Regions from separate parts of the Gossypium hirsutum genome. Here region 2 is linked to region 1. The links are chromatin contacts, called in public Hi-C maps. All regions are on one chromosome and are shown on one strand. Each heading gives the region's core, a stretch centred on a gene start, on an enhancer-like site or on the middle of the called end of the contact. The rest is flanking DNA. Distances are from core to core; before and after follow the strand shown.

Region 1 (3,757 bases), core at 817-3,316:
ACAATAATATTCATCACTAGAACACATTAAGTGCTTAATTTTCTCTATACATTAATCTATACAAGTTTCTCAATGGAATAAATTATCTCGAAACTTGCTAACATAAGAAGACGTATCATAATCCCACTAAAAAAACAATAAAATTAGTTTAATACAATATAATAATAACAAATAGTATAAATATGAACCCTTGGCAGCTAATCAAAGTTACAATCCAATCAAATATCCACAATTCAAGGATTGACTTGGGTGATCCAATTCGATCCAATCTCCAAAATACATCTTCTAGTATGATATGATCTTCAATGATGTGTTAGATATCATCAAAATATTCGGCATTGCCCATAAAAACCATTCAATAAATTGCCAACACTTTAAATAGAGAAATTATCATAACACAATTTTAGTGGTGAGGGAGTGAGCATTCTCTTGACTCTTAATTTGTCAGTTCCATATTTTGAAATAATAATAGTTTTTGAGTTTAGAGTTTAAGATTTGGTATTCAAAATTTATGTTTTCAAGTTTAAAATTTACGGTTTAAGATATAATTAATTATTTGTTAATTATGTCTAATTAAAATTATTAATATTTATTTATAAATTCTTGAGTATTTTTTAATAACAATATATTATATTATTATTTATTAATGTTACATGAAACTCTAACCAATAAACCAAATATTCTCACAATATAATTTATTGTTGCTTTAGGAACACAAAATAACTCGAATGTTATTAGTAATTATCATTGTTGCTTGAGGAACACAAAATAACAGTACTATGGCTCACGGGCGGTCCAGGTAAGAGCCGGGGTGTAAAATTGTAATATGTATAAAAAAAATAAAAGAATTGATTGGCTTACATAATTTATTGGAAATAATAATATTTTATCCATTTAATTTAAAATGATTAATTAAGTCTTAACTCAAGTTGGCACTGTTACCATTATAATATCTAAAAGAATGTAAGTTTTTTTTAACAATCTCATTATAGATTCTAATCATATCTGTTATTTATAACACAATGCCTGAAACTACTCATAGTCCCTCCCCAACCCATAATAGGAGGATAATGCGCTTCAGCACGCTCGAACCCATATTCTCCTACATTGACAATAATACTTATGCTAATCGAGCTAAGATTCAATCAGCTCAACGAATGTAAGTTTAAACGTGCTTAAGTATGTGTTTTGTTGCAATTTAAGAATTTCAAGAGATTTATGTAAAGAAATAGCTATTGGATAGTAAATAAAAATCAAAGTTGTTTGAATTGAATTAGGCTGGCCAATCATACTAGTTGGATTGAGAATTGGTTGAAGTATCGGTGCAAAGAAAAGTATTGAACCAGTTGATCCAAAAGTTAGTATAGATTGATTGAACCAGATTTTAATATTAAATGCCCTAGAACTTTTGTTTATTGAAAAATAAGTGAGGGGAAACTTACATATCTTAAAATATGATACAAGGGTAAGAAATTTCCATTGTCATTGTCAAAATTTGGAAGTAGTAAAAAATATCTCATTCAAGATCTCTATTTCTTAAACAAAAAGCAACTCATGAAATTCGTGACTCAATTTTCTAAAACGTACCCCACTTTTTTTTAATTATTTTTATTTTGTCCTCTAACATAAATAGTTAAAATAATAATTGTGAACCATATGACTTCATCCACCATTTTTTTGACTAAAGATAAAGTCCGAAAATAAAAATAAAAAAAAGTTAATCATTGATGCTTGATGAAAAACTTATTCTAAAAGATTCTTTCCTACCACTTAAATTAATCACATGTAGATTGCGATGTTAACCAAACACAAGTTTGTTTTATTGTTATATAATATTAAATTAAAAAAACCCTAAGATATGGAATTTCCATTATATCCCTTAGTAGGTTGGGATTTCTTCTTAAAGGTAAGTAAGTTCCCAAGAATTAATGAAATTAGTTATAAAATAGGACCAATAAAAAAAATGTAAGTACCATAATTGATATCTATGGATTATGATATCATGTGGGATACGTGGCAATGGCAGGGTTAGGAATGGGACCAAATAATTGGCTATACTCTTGAAAGATTGATAGACATTGTGTCACTTAGTCATGTGACTTGTGAAGAAATTTCCTACTATGTACCTTTGGGGCATTGGACCCTACCAAAAATACATACGAAAAATAAATGCTTTGGAGAATAATTCTTCACAAAATGAGGTTTGTTGTTTTGCTAGGTAAACAACACACTTTGTTAAGCTAATACCCTTATTAAATATGTTTTATCAAGCAAGAGAGTGTCATTATTACTTGTTATTCACGTATCATGTAATTTTATCTCAACAAGTTTCACCGTATATGTATTATAGAAATCTCTTTCTTAGAAGTAAATTAAAAATAAAATTTAATTCATTTCTATTATTAAAAATTGATGTGACTGACGAAATAAATAGCTAATTTCACGTAATACTAACATATAGGAATTAATTTACTTAGTTTTTAAATGAAAATAAAACATAATATGATTCATAATTTCACCATATATTTATGGTATCATCACATACCTATACAAAAAAATTTAAAGAAGTCACAAATTAGAGGAAGACAGTGGCAAGGAGACTTGCTTTATAAACGACATGATGAAGGGGGCCATTATTTCGTCCATCAACAATTATTTTTTATTCTTTTTCTCCATATATGCAAGTGGAGAAATGTAAAGTTTTGGTTGAACATTAATTAAGCACATTGTGGATGAAATATATTTTATTTATTTATAAATTAAAAGATAAGTTATCATCATACAATAATTAGATAATGATAATTAAAAAAATCAATCAAATCCTTGAAAATCAAAAGCGAAAACAGCACTATGTTAAAAGATTCAAATCGTCATCGCACTTACAAAAGCCGCCAAAATAATATATTAAATCATTTTTACTTAGGAGTAATTAAATAATAATAATGCTTTAAATATTTCCATATATTTTTTAAAATATATATTTCTAAATTTATATTTTTTTATTTTCAATTTTTAAATTTAAACTTTTTCAAATTCTAAACATTAAGCTTTTTTTAACTAATTTTTTTCTATTTTTTGAAATTTTAAAATTTAGAATTTTGAAATAAAAATAAAATTCATTAAAAATTTTGTACAATATATATTTTTTAATTTTTTTTAATTTTATAAAATTTAAATATTTTTTCATTTTTTATAAAAATTTAAAATTATATATTATTATGACTTTTTAACATTTATATTTATATTTTTTTAATTATTTATATATTATTTCTTTTTACTTTTTAAGTCAATACAATATAGATAATAATAAAAAATAAAAGAAGATTGACGTAGCGCATTCTAATAGTGTCATGTGTTAGGTGTTTATTTTTTATTAACACCATCAACTAATTTGGATAACAAAGCATAATTCAAATACAAAAGTGATAAAACAAATATGGTTAATAAAAGATATACTTTTTATTTTCTTTTTTGTTAGATATTTTTTTTACTTATTTGCCTAGGTATATTCCACGTATAATTCATTAATTACTAATGGGTTAAAGCTTAATTTATTCAAAGTTATACTCAATTACAAGTTTGAAAATTATTTTTTAAATATTTGATAAAAATATTGATTAAATCTTAATTTGATTGATATCAATATTGTTACGTGAACACGCTTAAGATTAAATTAATTTTGAATTTGAGGACTTAGGAGTAATTTAGGCAATGTACCAACAAAATAAACTTGGACTAAAATTATATATATTAAAAT
Region 2 (3,757 bases), core at 749-3,248, 75 kb after region 1:
TCCCCAATTCAATCAAGTTTTTCTTCCCCTAGTTAAACTTTGCTATTGTTTCCCAATTAAACTCTGATCAGTCTATGGTTATTTAGTTGTGTTTAACCTATGAATTTAGCCTATAAAAGGGGTTGTTGTAACCTAGATTAATCATCTTTATCATATTTGAGGTTGAAAGAGTTTTGTTAGTTTTAGAGAATTTCAAGTTTTAACCAGAGTGCTTTGTTCTTTCGGGATCTAGGGTTATTTGTTGAGATTATCTTCATCTTGTACTTTTTTAATTTTTGCTCATTTAGTGAAGTCTCTTTTACTCGTGGTTTTTTTTCTCTTCTTTGGAGGAATTTTTCCATGTAAATATTTTTTTGTATTTGATCTTCTCTACTTTTACTTTTATTTTCTCATTGCATATACAAGTCGATCCCCAACAGTACATATGTCGATTGAGTCTTAGCTAAGTCATCATCGTTATTATTGCAACAATTAAGGAGGATATAAATTCGAATGCGATTAAATACGTTTTCCTTTCGATTTAAAAGTTGAGAATAAATTATGAGTTAAACCAATTTAACTCGCATAGAATAATATATTCAAATATTCAATTATATTCTAAATTTGATTCTTAAACAACTCCCACATTCAATCCTTATATATAAAAAAGTTTTATAAGTAATAAAAAAAACTTAAATACCAATAAATTGGACAAAGTCTTGGGAAAAAGTTTTCAAAAACCTATCAATTAATACACTCAATTTAACCAATAAACACCCCCTACAAATATTTTCACGCCGAAAGTGGAGTGCTATATGCAAATTGCAGCTCTTATCTTATCTTAGTCCTTTCCATATTGGAAATTTGATATTCTACAAACTTGAAGACGAAATTGAAAACATACTCTCTTTTTTATTATTATTTAAAAAAATCTTATCCAAATTCATTCTCTTTATTATGGCTGTTAAGATGGGAATTGGGTTGCCAAAATTTTGAACTCTTGTAAAAAAACAAGTTTAAATTTGGATTTAAATTTAAAATTAAAAGAGAAGTTACATAGAATTTAAAACATATATCCTTTATTTAAAAATATATTTCTAAAAAATTATTTATATATATTTACAAACGAAATAAATGGTTGAATCAATCATGTGAAATTGGAAGACTTGTTAGCTAGTGTGATAGTATAAACCCATTAATGGATACAAAGTCTACCAAATATATATATATATATAGGTAATGGGGTGGGCAACAAATCATGATATTATCTTCCTATACTACCAATGGCTTGACCTGTAATTTTTCACCTTTTTTGCAATATGTATGGTAAAACATAATCTTTATGATTATGGTATAAACTCCATTAAACTTATTTTAAGTATATATATAAGATGAAACTTTGGTTAGACTCTTGCTTTAATTAATAATAGTACATTTTTACACCCTAAATCAAAATGAAGGAAAACGTTAAAAAACAAACATGATTTTCAAGTGAAATCTTTGTGACTAAGAAAAGTTACAATCATCTTGTAGTATGGAAACTAAATTTGTACCTACGTAAAATTTCACATTGAATGTTCTTCATAAAAATTGAATTCATTTCCTTACCAACTGACCCACCCAACATGGTTGGTTATTATTATTATTATTATTATTATTATTATTATTATTATTATTATTATTATTATTATTATTGGGAATGAAGATAGGCAAAATAGTTAACTTGGAATAGCAAAAACTTGTCACTTCCCAACCGCATTAATGATTTTTAGAGGAATTTACTCCAATTTGATCCTATAACAAAACCAAACATCAATTGGTTGTCAACTCAACCTACGAATTTAAGAGGAGAGCTAGCTTTTTAAGTAAAACTCCCAACTTCCGTAATCATCAATGTAAAACATGAGGTTAACAATCTTGTAATTGGCTTATGATGTGTGGCTATGATCATAGGTCCTTGCTGCTAATGGGAGCTAACTTAACTTCCACAATTCATGGATGAGATCCGACGTAAGTGAACTACTATTACTGATGTAAAATGAAACGGAGAAACAGTATGTCGACTCATGTAAAACTAACCTAAAAATAGTAGCGAGAAAAGGGTTAGATTGGTGGCTTCCATTGGATTTCAATCCAAACTATATATAACTACGTTTAAACTCCCCATTTTCTCTATCATTAGATTTGGTATTCCTTCCCAAGAACAGGGCATGGCTTCCCTATCTTTTTTCAACTTTCTCATTCTTTTCCTTTCAGCCATTGCTGTTTCAGGTATATATATATATGAACTTCAAAGTTCAATCCCTGTAGAACTCAATGTTTTGTCTTTTCATTTTTGCAGATGCTGGTTCGGTTGGGATTAACTATGGTCGAGTGGCCGACAACTTGCCACCACCGGACAAAGTCGTGCAACTGTTGAAATCACAGGGCGTGGCGAAAGTGAAGATATTCGATAGCGACTCTGCGGTCCTAACAGCTTTGGCAAACTCGGGGATCAGCGTGGTTGTCTGTCTTCCGAACGAACAGCTCGCCTCGGCGGCCAATGATCAGTCATTTTCCGACGGTTGGGTTCAAGCCAACATAGCTAAGTACTACCCTGCAACGAAGATCGAAGCCATAGCTATCGGAAACGAAGTTATCGCGGAGAATATAACTGACACGACAAAATTCGTTGTACCCGCCATGAAAACCATCCAGGCTTCACTGGTTAAATTAAAGTTGGATTCCAACATCAAAGTCTCATCCCCTGTTGCTATCAGTTGCTTGGGAAACTCGTACCCTGCATCGGCCGGTTCGTTCAAAACGAACCAGGTACAATCTACGATTATACCCATGTTGGATTTCTTGAGAGAAACCGGGTCCTACCTCATGGTCAATGTTTATCCTTTCTTCGCATACAAAGATAACAGTAAAACAATCTCACTCGACTACTCTTTGTTCAAAGACAATCCCGGGGTGGTTGATTCGGGTAACGGGTTGAGATACAAAAGCCTTTTCGAAGCTCAAGTCGACGCCGTTTATGCCGCCATGTCGGCTCTTACATATGATGACTTAAAGTTGGTGGTGACGGAGACAGGGTGGCCTTCAGCCGGGGATGCGGCTGAAGTTGGTGCAAGCCAAGACAACGCGGCGGCGTATAATGGTAACTTAGTACGAAGAGTTTTGACCGGAAATGGAACCCCTTTGAGACCCAACGATCCACTTAATGTATACATATTTGCTTTGTTTAACGAGAACCAAAAACCAGGTCCGACATCAGAGAGAAACTATGGGTTATTTTACCCTAATGAACAAAGGGTATATAACATACCGTTATCACAAAAGGGGCTGAATGGTAACCAGTCACCACCGGCGAGCAACGTGAATCAGACGGCGCCTGTGAACAACTGGGGAGGAGTGTCAAAGGCGACGTCAGGGCAGACCTGGTGCATGGCGAGCCCCAACGCTGAGGCGGAGGAGCTGCAGGAGGGGTTGGATTATGCTTGTGGTGAGGGAGGGGCTGATTGTGGGCCAATTCAACCAAATGGTGCTTGTTATAATCCAAATTCACTCGTTGCACATGCCTCGTATGCTTACAATAGTTACTATCAAAAGAAGGCACGTGTGAGTGGGTCATGCTTTTTCAGCGGTACCGCTTACGTCTCCACCCAACCTCCTTGTACGTATTTCTTCTCTCCTTTATCTTATTTACCTTCAAATTAATTCACTCATGCAGTTTTTCATGTCTTGGTTTTGCAGCATTTGGGAACTGTCAATTTCCCACAGGATATTAATGTCA

The links. Hi-C and Micro-C count contacts between places; a contact is called where the count stands out from the background.
Region 2: a Hi-C map of leaf shows a contact between it and region 1, with 2.1 times the contacts expected there. The contact joins the promoter of LOC107920932 here to the enhancer-like site in region 1. A contact is called at or near these places in 7 of 34 Hi-C or Micro-C datasets (all in leaf).

What each region holds. Positions count from the first base shown.
Region 1 is chrD01:10,876,120-10,879,876 of Gossypium_hirsutum_v2.1, forward strand. No RefSeq gene overlaps it. Among protein-coding and RNA genes, the nearest start is that of LOC107921993, 21 kb to the right of the region's middle. Within about 2 kb of position 2,067, at least 5 of the 9 cell types and tissues checked have an H3K27ac peak or open chromatin away from gene starts, as enhancers often do. A contact at or near this core is called in leaf, where this site is marked.
Region 2 is chrD01:10,950,888-10,954,644 of Gossypium_hirsutum_v2.1, forward strand. LOC107920932 (glucan endo-1,3-beta-glucosidase 7) reads left to right here and starts at 1,999. Exons shown (of 3, transcript XM_016850766.2): 1 at 1,999-2,250; 2 at 2,321-3,637; 3 at 3,718-3,757. The coding sequence starts at 2,190. The coding sequence ends at 3,752.